Linked DNA regions of Mus musculus: region 2 is linked to region 1. Evidence: chromatin contacts called from public HiChIP or PLAC-seq data. All regions are on one chromosome and are shown on one strand. The core of a region is the stretch at or near the end of the contact, and the rest is flanking DNA. Distances in the headings are between cores, read along the strand shown. Region 1 overlaps Etl4 (enhancer trap locus 4). Region 2 overlaps Etl4 (enhancer trap locus 4).

What was found. HiChIP or PLAC-seq counts read pairs in DNA pulled down with a chosen protein or histone mark.
Region 2: a contact with region 1 is called in an H3K27ac HiChIP or PLAC-seq map of embryonic stem cells, with 2.5 times the contacts expected there. The contact joins two enhancer-like sites. A contact is called at or near these places in 2 of 484 Hi-C or Micro-C datasets (cerebral cortex and embryonic stem cells) and 4 of 115 datasets of contacts at active chromatin or transcription factors (embryonic stem cells and pancreatic cancer cells).

What each region holds. Positions count from the first base shown.
Region 1 is chr2:20,593,681-20,599,555 of GRCm38.p6, reverse strand. The region is part of intron 3 of Etl4 (enhancer trap locus 4); the gene reads right to left. Among named protein-coding and RNA genes, the nearest start is that of Gm17171, 260 kb to the right of the region's middle. Within about 2 kb of position 2,130, at least 24 of the 459 cell types and tissues checked have an H3K27ac peak or open chromatin away from gene starts, as enhancers often do. A contact at or near this core is called in embryonic stem cells, where this site is marked.
Region 2 is chr2:20,776,907-20,782,781 of GRCm38.p6, reverse strand. It overlaps Etl4 (enhancer trap locus 4), which reads right to left. Exons shown (of 22, transcript NM_001081006.1): 11 at 4,581-4,756; 12 at 1,710-1,840; 13 at 837-984. Among named protein-coding and RNA genes, the nearest start is that of Arhgap21, 190 kb to the left of the region's middle. Within about 2 kb of position 2,906, at least 18 of the 459 cell types and tissues checked have an H3K27ac peak or open chromatin away from gene starts, as enhancers often do. A contact at or near this core is called in embryonic stem cells, where this site is marked.

The DNA.
Region 1 (5,875 bases), core at 881-3,380:
ATGTCCGACATTAGTGTGTTGAGCCCCATGACTTCTCACTACAGTCACCAGCACCGAGCTTACCCCTCAGCTTCCTGCCCCCTGAAAGATGATTCTTCCTAATTCTTACATTCATTAAGTTGAAGTCTTTACGGGTAGCCTTTGACAAAGACTACTGAGGCTGTCTAGGTGGAGCATTCTCAAACCTTCAGCCCAATACTTACTTCCCTATGCCCTGAGACATAGTTAATTTTTTTAAAAAGAGCCTCATACTTAAATTTTAAAAAATAATTATGATGACATGTTACATGAATAAAAACACAGGTATGTAGTAGCAACACACAGCTGTTATCCTAGCATTCATGAGTGCACTGCAGGATCGGGAGTTTAAGGTTAGCATTAGCTCTGTCTGAGTTTGTTGTTAATGACACCATGCCTACAAGTACATACATACATAAAGAAAAAAATAAAAGATGGAACTGTATATACACTAAGACATGTTTTGGTATGTACCTTCTCAGGGTTAAGCAGCACATCACAAGATAAAAGAAGACAAGCTGGTTTTGTGAAGCCCCAGAAGAACGCCAGGAATTGCAAGTCCGATGTAAAAACAAAGAGAGCCTTTAGTTTATGAGTCAGACCCAGATTGCAAGACTTTGACTGTGCAGGTCAGGGATGGAATGTCTGTGTCCAGGGGCTTGGAGTATATATATGCATATAAGCAGGGATCCTCAAACTTTGGGGTTAAGTGATTGGAGAGGTGACAAGGGAAAGCCATCCTTCAAACCTGATATCATTTGTTCGGACAGTGGGGCAGAAATGATGGCTGTGAGCCACCATGTGGCTGCTGGGATTTGAACTTAAGACCTTCGGAAGAGCAGTCAGTGCTCTTAACCACTGAGCCATCTCGCCAGCCCTTTCACCAATGTCTTAGCACCCTAGAGATAGAGCCTGGGGGCTCTTAAGTTTGAGGGCAGTCTGGGCTATATAGTTCCCCACCAGCCACCACTCCATATTAAGACCCTATCTCAGAAAAAACAGATAAAAAACAAAACATTTTTGGATGACAGCATCCTACATGCACACTGGTATGAGCAGAGATGTGTTTATCTTAAAAGTAAACATATCAAGTTCTAAAAAAAAAAAAAAAAAAAAACCCTGCAAACATTCATATTTTGTGCTGCCTGTATCCTTGGGAAATTCAGCAATATTTAGCATGGTTTTGTTTACATAAAAATTTATTGAAGGTACAGTAGGTTTCTTTGTCCCTTGTCACAATATGAATGCATTAATAAGCCTCGTCTTTTGGCTTTTTACACACACACACACACACACACACACACACACACACCTATATAATGGTATTAATATCAGAATTTTCTATCTCCAAAACACCTGGCCAAGCATTCTAAAGTCGTGGCCTCACACAGACAGTTCAGATCTTCATAATGTGAAAAACTACTCTATGCCTTGCAGACACTTTGTGTCTCTGGCCTGTGCACACAAAATGTCACTATCCCGATTACTCTTACAAGCAAAGTGACCCCGCGAATTCCCACAATGCAGCACGGTGACTGGCACTTTTCTCTAGCATCATCCAGGCTGAGGCAGGCTCACCTCCTCACATTTCATGCTTCTCTGCTTCCTGTTTCATTCCCAGACAGCTGAGAAGACTTCACTGTCAAATCCTCTCCTGTTTTGAAAATCCAGGCATGCTACCCTGCCATCTCCTTCTGTGGTTATTAGCAAAGATGTGTGAGCTGGAATACTCAGCTTTTGACACCATGACAGAGAACATCCTCTTAACCTTTACATCGTCTTTGCTACTTAGTTCCAAATACCACAGCTAAGATGATCAAATGAGGCACACGTGAGTGTTTACTCTTCGATGAGACAGTCAGGGGGTTACGTTCATAATCTATAACTGGAAACAATTCACACAGTTACTCTCTATACTTGTTCATGTCAAAAGTACCTGCATGAAAATGACAATAGATAATCAAAGGTGATGGGTAACTAATAAATCAGGGATACTAAAGGCAAAGAAGGGGCTACAGTTTTCTAAAACTGAAAAGGATTGTATAGGAAACGATCTCCTCTGGGCCACACCCTCTATGCAATTCATTCATTAGTCATCCAGCAGACATTCAGAGTTCTTGCTGCACAGGAGGAGGCCCTGTGCTATGTACACATAAATGTTTGATTCCTGTGAACCATAATCACCTAAGAGCTTTGTTGAGGTTGAATTCCCATTCAGCTAATCTAGTATGGAGGTTAGGAGCATGTATTTCTAAGGCTGGAGCTCGGAGCCCCCACACTTTAGCATGCTGAGTTCTTTGAACAAAAGGCAGCCTTCCAGACATCCTCAGGACCAGAGATTTTTCTGACCTTCTGTTTCCAACCCCAGCAGGGATCTCTCTCTCTCTCTCTCTCTCTCTCTCTCTCTCTCTCTCTCTCTCTGAAGTTCCCATATTTGAGGCTCCTCCAAAATGAACACAATGGCCTTTACTCCCTTCCAGAAATTTTCTTAAATCAGTCACAATTAACTTCACAGCATAGAAACAAAGACGAAGGGGCCCCACCACACTCAGACAGACTTTTAATTGGTTTTCTGGCCAACTTAATTCACACACTATTGTCTATCTATTCTTTGGAGGCTCATTCAATTTTCTAAAAATATCCTTTATTAACTTTTGAAATCACCCACAACACATCTCCATTTCTCACTTCCCTACCAAGGGGATATTTGAGTTATGTGTTTTTGAAAGACTTTCATGCTCATGGACCCATTACCTTGTGTTTTGCCTGTTAACACACCTGTTGCCATTTATGTCAGCAAACCAAACAGGCATCCTTCAAAAGAGGAAGGGGACCTCCCTCCTGCTCATGAAGTTCCGGGACACGCGCTCAGCAGACAATGTATTAAATAACCAAAAACTTTAGGGAGGAAAATAATGAAGGTTGAACCCTGATTTCATTTTTATTAATTCTTTGAGAATTTCATAATTCATACAATATATTTTGGTCATATTAACCTCCTACTCTTCATGCTAAGGCCTCCCAGGTCTACCTCCCACTCTTGCAACAGGCTTTTAAAACGGTATGAGGGGACATTTAACTGTAGGTGGGTGTCAGCATGCCCACTTCATCCCTACTCTTCTCCCTACCCTGTTATAGCTATATGAACTCAACTTTAGTTATTTATTGAGTGAGTGAGTGAGTGAGTGAGTGAGTGACTAGGGTTTCTTTAGATGTGAGTGAGTGAGTGAGTGAGTGAGTGAGTGAGTGAGTAGGGTTTCTTTAGATCTAGAACCATGCTTGTCTTCAGGAAGGCTTAAGTGACCAGAGACTAGGGTACCATGTAGTCTCTCCTCCCCCAGCCTGAAACCTGCTTGCTCAGGGGTGGAGCTTCCTGCTCATTCGTTCTGCCACGCCCACTGCTGGAACCTGAGGAGCCACACACGTGCACCTTTCTACTGGACCTGAGATTATTCGGCGGGAATCGGGTCCCCTCCCCCTTCCTTCATAACTAGTGTCGCAACAATAAAATTTGAGCCTTGATCAGCGTAACTGTCTTGGCTACATTCCTTTCTCTCGCCACCTAGCCCCTCTTCTCTTCCAGGTTTCCAAAATGCCTTTCCAGGCTAGAACCCAGGTTGTGGTCTGCTGGCCGGACACAACAGTACCAGGTGAGTAGAGTGTGAGAAGAGAAGAAAATAATGGGGGTGGGGGAGGGGAGTCTAAGTCTCAGGTCACTGGCATCTTTTAAAAGTTTTTGACCAGCTGAACAACTTCCTCAGCAAATGGTAAAGACAATTTAACTCCCATTCCAATGAGATCAACATTATTTCTCATTCCATTATAATAATTTAGATGAATCTTATACCATCTAGACTACATTTTAGTGACTTAACTATGTTTCCTGTAATGATATGGCAAGCCTTTGCTGGTTAGAAAACCCGAGACCCTTTTTCAAGCATCTTTGCTCAAAAAGCTAGGGAACTCATGGTCTCACTAAACTTTGAATCACTAAACAAAAGCCCACCTGTGGTATTTCACTTTATTTAAGGGTCTAGACTTTCTCTACATGCTAGAAAGTGTCCACTTCAAACAATAGATTTAAAAAAAATCCCTTTTACTTAAATAATAAGCAAATTTATAAAGTGTCCAAGAGAAACACATCCAGTGGAAATCCCCCTCCGTTCCTATATGGGGTTCAAAAGCAAAATGAAATGGGCTCATTGTTGAACACTGTGGTGGGATATACTAACAGGGGAGTCTGATCAAAACCAGTTCTGATGTAAACCTCTAAGTACAATACTATAGGTAATGGTCCCCAGTTTGGTGTCAGACCCAAGGACAAGGCACTGAGTGCATATTTTGCATATCAAAGCAGACCTGACCTCCATCTTCTCCCAGCATCCCTCAGTCCCTACTTGGAATAACCTGCCTCCAAACTTGCACGTCCCAGCCTCAGGGCTGGGCTGTCCTTTTTCAAGAGACTCCTCGATACATAATCCAGACATTTTGCTCTCTTCCTCCCTCTCTCCCACCCTCCCTTTCTTCCTTCTTCCCCCCTTTTCCTCTTTCTCTTTCTCTCTCTCTCTCTCTCTCTCTCTCTCTCTCTCTCTCTCTCTCTCTCTCTCTCTCCCCCTCTTTGCATGCCCTTTCTCTCTTTCTCCTCTCCCCCACCCCACCCCATGGCAACTCCCCTGGTCTCAATTCTTGGGGCTAGTGAACTCACTGAAGAGCAAGCTTCCTAGTAAACCTGCCTTTAATATTAACTAATCTGGTTTGAATTTGCTCATTTCAGAAAAATAACTTATCGTTCACCACAGGCTGCTTTAAGTTAGAAGTTGGAGTAGCATGACAAATGGCTGCTACCTACTGTCTAAGGAAAAGAAGGTAGGAATGTCCCATTGGGATGTTATAGAGGAGGAAAAGGACCTGCTTCTCTCTGCAAGGTGGCCTTCCACAAAATATTGTAGTCAACAACGAAGAATGATTCATATACTATAGGTTAGATTTTTATTACTGAAATAAAGTTTTGGGAATAAATTAGTATATTTCACTCACAGTTTTAGAGACCTTAGTCCACGGTCACTGACCACACTGCCTAAGGGTTAGTAGAGTTTGTGAGCAGTGAATGAATGGTGGCCAGGAAGAAAGAATAGGAAGGTCCATTATCATGCAGATAATTGTACTAACATCCTTCTTCCTGGCCCAGCCTCTTGGAGGGTCTATTCCCTCCCAAGAGCAGTTACAGACTGGAGACCAGGTCTCCAACTCATGGCCTTTGGAAGCCATCCAAGATCCAAATTACAGTTACCTCAGCTAGAACAACCCAACTTCAGGAGACAGATGGAAAACTTCTTCTGAAACAAGAGGATAATTGGCCAGCCCTGCTAGATTTATCTTAATGACGTCCAACTGAAAAGCCTTCAGAGTGATTTGTTCATATTAGACATTGATAAAGCTCTTTTATTGAATGTTGGATTACTGTGGGAGGGAGATACTTAGCAAAGAAAAGGAGTGAGGAAAGTTCTTGTTTTAGGACCTGTAAGAGCCTCATCTGGAGGTGGGTAACAGGCAATGTTTCTAGGGACAATATACTAAAATCCTAAACTCTGCTGAAAAAAATTGTGATTAAAATCAGATTTACAGAGTTACTGTTATTGTGTGACTATAGATAAGGAGCTTTGTCCTTCGAGAAGCACATTCTTATACCCTAATCCTTACTCCTGTTCTGACAATGACCCATTGTTCACTGTTGGCTTTGGATTTCCTCGACTTTCTGAAGGACTCAGTGCCCTTGAGATAGTTTCAGGCCTCTGACTCCAAGACTCTTGCCTATCCTCACTCAGTCTCTGGGAGCCTTCGACCTGCTGTGCAGTAT
Region 2 (5,875 bases), core at 1,657-4,156, 180 kb before region 1:
ATCAGACAGTGTTTTCTCCAGATCTCTCTTCACAGGAATGATCTTTGATGAGCGGGTCCACTTAGGGGTGCTCAGCTTCTTTCCTGGGTGGGACCAGTATGCTCTCAGATACCCTTCCAGTAGATAAACACTTGGCTTAGAGTCTCGATTTTAAGTCTCCTTGCCCTCAAGGTGAAGGAGGCTAACAGTGCTTTAGTTTGTTCTTCATCCATAAACTATTACAAAACAAATAAAAGACTTATTTATGTATTTAATTTTATTTTTAAATTTATTGTTAAGTCTTCAAAATAGTGGGGATCAAATCCAGGTGCATATACTATCATTAAAGCCCAACATATGTATGAGATGAAAATACTGTGTGTAAATCTTTGTTATTTTAATTCATGTGTACATTTATAACACATGATTAATTGTAATAGAAATATGTAAATAAAATCTGTAGTGTTCTTAATCTGTGATGTGATCTAATCGCAAGATTAGAAAAAGAAGTGACAAAAAACTCAATTCAAACTAAAATATTACTTACACCTATAAGTCAGAGTATTCCAACTAGTAAAAAAAAAAAAAAAAGCCCAACATATGACTAGTAATTTAAAAGCCTAGGATGGAGCCAATGCAAAAGTCTATGCTGAGGAATTATACCCTCAAGCCATATTGCAACGAACATTTGGGGGCTGAAACAGTTGAGGGTTCTCCTCAGGATGCCATAAATAAAGAGTGATAAGTCATGATGATACTAAGAGTAGGTTCTTAAAGCCCGTGACCTGTATGTACACCAGCCTTTGAGCGACCCCTCCTGGCAAACCACCCCATCAGGACCATGGCAGTGACATTACCTCCGCAACATCGTCAAGACATCTGTCATGCTCCTCACACGCTTCAGGAGACTGTCCAGCTTGTGTGGCTCTTCCTTCAGGAACCTTACTGCCTCAACTTCTATGCGCAGGACAGCACGCATCTTATTTTGCAAAGTTGGAAATTCTCCTACAGGCCAAACCAGCAGTGATTTTTAGAATAGGAAGGCAGAGTGACAATGCCCACCCCACTCCTGTGACCTAGGGTAGCACAGAGAAATACCAAGTCGGGAAGCAACGGGGTGAAATCTTATGGTCAAACTGAGTGACCTTGGATAAGGTCACAGCCCCTCTGGGTCCATTCCCTGTGTATTATGGATAAGGCTAAAAAGTTAGGGTTTGTTTTCAACGAGTTTGGTATGTCTGTAAGTTCAGTAAAAGGGAAAGTTTTAGTTGTATGGTTTAGTTTCCATCTTCAGCATCCTTTATAAAGGTCCTCTAAGAAGTCTTGAATGAATCTTTTACTGTTTGAAGGATTGTTTATTTATTTACATGTCTATTTGAAACAAAGTATTACTGTTTCCCTAATCTGGTCTCAACTGACTTTAAGGGATCCTCCTGCCTCAGCCTCCCAAGTAGGATGGGATGGTAGGTCCAGATTTGAAAGCTTCTTCGGTTTTTTTGGTTTTTGATTTTTTTTTTTTTTTTTTTTTTTTTTTTTGGTTTTTCGAGACAGGTTTTTCTCTGTGTAGCCCTGGCTGTCCTGGAACTCACTCTGTAGACTAGGCTGGCCTTAAACTCAGAAATCCGCCTGCCTCTGCCTCCCAATTGGTGGGATTAAAGGTGTGCGCCACCACCGCCCAGCTGAAAGCTTCATAAACATTCCAAGCAACACACTTCCAGTGGAAGGCTCACCTTTGAGAGTGGCCACAGCTTCTCCCACTTGTCGCAGGAGGAAAGCCCCATCTTCCACATCTTTCAGGGTCACCACTCTGCCAGTGGAGGAAGAGTCCTTCTTCAAGTCCTCAACAAAGTCCTCCAGCTCACTGTGGGGAGGCAGAGAGCAGATGGAACTGAGCATGGAGGGTCTCAGAAAGGACACGTGCAGGAGCAGGGGCTCTCCCATTTTCTGCTGTGTCCCAGCCCTATCTTAAGCTTCCAAGGAGGAGGTGGGAGCACAGTCGATAGTAGTTTGCTTTGCAATATTGCATGGCTATGTAAGGTAGCAACGGGAGAGCTCTCCCGTGTCTGTCATTTGTGGTTCAGATTGGTCCCGGGTGGGGGTGGAGTGGGCACTTGATACATTCTTAACTTTCAGTTGTATTCATGCCAGCCAAGAGAACAATGTGCACACTTGGTGACCAGGAATGGAGGGAGAGAAAGACAGAGGGGAGAGAGTCCTGATAGATTAGGATGGAGGCAGAAGATGGGGGCTGGGGGTAGCCTAAGAGGGGGGTATGAACCAGTACTACAGTGAAGTGTGTTAGCTCACTTTAGACAACCAGGTTTCTCAATTTTAGTACCTGACATTTTGAACCATATAGCTTCATTTTTAGTGCAGGGCTGTCTTACACAATGAAGGATGTGCATCCTTGGCCCCTTCCTGCTGAGTAGCAGTAGCAAGCAATCACAAATTCCAATAATTTGTGACACATGTGAATGTCCCTTGACATGGTCAAATATCCCTGGGAAAGAGAGAGCAAAACTGCCCTCAAAATCCCCTAATGGATAGCCTCTCTCTAGTGTACCTGACTGTCCCATCATTAATGACTGTCTCTCTTCTCTCACAACTAAGAACTTAGAGATCTGATTTCTGGAGGGAGGGAGGGACGGATGGAGGGGTTGGGATGGAGAGAGAGAACAGATATCAACTCCAACACAGCCAAGTTATATTCTTCCACTTGAAACAACAAAAACAATTTGCCCAGATGTGTTTGTATCCTTTCAAGTTGCCTGCAAATTCAAGAGAAAGCTCTTAAAGGACGAGGGTGCTAAGAAATGCAAGACCACTAGGTGGCAGTAAGTGAATGGCGGCTGTACTTCCTGGCGCCTTAGTGGAGGAGAGGATGGCCTCACAAGACATGGGCCCTTTCCTCTAGGTGAGTGAGTAGAAAGGAGCTAATGCAGCCACAGGAGGGAGTCCAGCAGGGCAGGACATACATTCAACAAGGATGAAGTCACACGTGACACATCTGACCTCTTCTGAGCAGGGGGATGAAGTATTTGGTGATGCCAGCCATTCTGATACAGAAATCTCTGATGAAAGGATGCCCCGTTAGGGTCTGCATCTGTTAAACACACCTGGTGTTAGGTGAGCATACCTACAGGGCACATGCAGCTGCTGCTCCTTGGGGTGGAGCTGGGCCAATCCTTGTCAGACCTCTAAATGGTCCATTGGTGAGGGAGGTTCCCTGGTAGACCAAGCAGTCTCCTGCATTCTTTCAGGCTTTGATGAAGCCCTTCCAAGCTAAGACTCCAGGGCCCCCAGTTCCTTCAACCACCCACAAACTGGTCAATATGCAAATACTCCTCCAAGGAGATGTTCCATGACCCAAAGCCACTCCATCCAGATAAACTCCTATTTTAGTTTCTCTTACCCAGTCTGCCTCCTGCGCATCATATCCCTGCAACCCAAAGTTCCCCAAACTCTGCTCCCCTTTGACGGGCAGCAGGGAACCTCTGACACCATTATTCTGCCAATTCATGTGCTTGTGATTCCTATTTCGAGCTCTGAAGGCCACTTTTATTAATTCAGAGATTGAAAAAGAGACAGTGCTGCTGAAAATGAGTGCAGACGGCCTTTTGAAAGTCATCAATGGGCTTTTGAAATAGGTAGGCTTTGCTCAAGAAGACGTCAGACATTCATGGGGCCTCCAGATTTCAGCATGGCCTTAAGCTGCTTTTTATTCTGCCTTTGTTGAAAAGAAGCCCATTGTTTGTTAAACTGAACTTAGTCTGACTCTTATTAGAAGCTGTTATTTCCAAGTAGAAAACCATGAAAGATATTGACTCATTTTTTTTTTCTGTTCTTTAATCCCCACTTTCACTCCTCTGTCCTCATGTTCAGAGGACCCAAGCCTAACAGTTCTACCAGAGTATTTCTTTTCTGGAATTTAGAAGGAAGGGAAAGGGACAGAGAAGGGCCAGCAAAGAGCAGGCGTTACTTCTCAGTAGCCCTGAGCCAGGTTCTAGAATATCTTACCTAAGCTCGCTCTCCTGTCATACGGATCCACCCAGTTACCCTAGTCTATGTCTGTTTAAGGTATAAGAAACAGATATGATAATATTAAGGAGATATATATGTATTCCATAACTTTTAAATTAGTGTTGTGTGACTGTGCATGCAGAAGGCAGAAGACAACTTTCTAGAGTTGGTTTTCAGGGTCTATTGTGGGCTCCCATGATCTTACAGTCTTTGCAAGCACAGCCTAGACAGGTACCAAGCAGGTCTCCAAAGCAGGAGTATGACCCATAGAAGACACCAAGCCAAGGAGAATGATACCGTTCAACTGTGAGATGTGATTAGGACCATGGACCCAATTCTCCTGCCAATCCCCAACCCTGTGGTTTTCTAAGGATGCCCCACATTTTCCTGGCCCAGAGATATACTGTCATGGGGCCTGCTGAGTTTCCCAGACCTTAAAGGAGGGACAGTTGGGACAAAGATACCAGGCTCAGCAGATCTCTAGCTTACACAATAGGTGCTCATTAAAGAGAGGGAGAGAAATACCAGCTAAGAAGGTCACCCTGTGAACAAAGACAGTTTTTCTCTTCAGGGTGACTCACCATAACTTTTTGACAATCCGCTCTTCTTCGTGGAGGTACTTCTGTCTCTCTTGCTCCACCAGGGTGCGCTGACGCTGTACCGGATCCTCTAGTCTCTTCATGGTCTCCTTCACTTTGTTACTGATTTCCAGCTCAGCCTTCTTCATCATCGCCCTCAGAATCTCCTGGTTCTGCAGCTGTTGAACAAAAGAAATCAGCCTCCATTGGCTTCATCTGTCTGCTATCATGAAGCCTGAATGCCCTGCAGTCTTCAGAAGTGGGCACAGAGAAAACCCACAGCTGAATCTTTATTTCAGTAAGAAAGAGAAGAGAGCAAGGACTGTATACAGGACTGTATACAGGATTGCTTCCTCAGAGAACGGCTAAGTTTTATCAGGCAACTGACAGCTGAACTTCTGTGCCTATAAAAAAGGTAGAGTTTTTTCTAGTCTTTGGCTGCTGTTACACACACACACACACACACACACACACACACACAAACACACCACAAACTCTCACAGACGATTTTATAGAGAGGAGTCAAGAGTACTAGCATTGAAAGCCCAGTGATCAACCAGGCCTTCAGTCCTTGTCTCCCCCCAGACACTTGGATAGGCTTTCTTGCTCTCCGTTTCGCGTTTCTCTCCTGATGTAGAATCTGCTCTCCTTGGCAGAGCTACTCTGAGGTTCTTGTAGATCCTCAACAACCATTGGGTTGACAGGAATTTTTCAGAATGTCTTCAAAAAGCGAATCTGAGCTCTCTGATTTGTTTGGCTTCATGTCTCAACAGTGTAGAATCACAGCTCCTTACCATGTGGCACTACACATTGATGGGGCAATAATGAGTCCAGATGAGACAAAGGCTCTTGGGAATTGACTAATTTCACTGGATTTGACAAAGGCTGCATTTATATCTAAGTCCATAATTTCCATACGGTTTCCGGGATTCACTGGTCCTTCATCACATGGAACAAAGAGCATGCAAGTTTGAGCTACCCTTCAGAAGATGCTTGCCAATAGTTGCTAGGTTTTCATATGTCCACAAAGTGAACACCCTTGATCAGCTTCAGCAGCAATTGTATTTTATTCATTCCACTGTCCCTAAGACACCCCCCCTCAAAAAAAAAAAAAAAAACAAAAACAAAACACCAGAGCAACATTCAATTGTTTGCACTGGTTTCTTGATCCTTTTCCACTACAAGGTATCACCTCAGAGGACTGGGGATGCTGTTGTCATCTGCCCCATTATCTCTTCACACTGAGAGGAAGAACACTTTGACCATGGTGCCACTCTTTCAAAGCCCCATTGTGATCT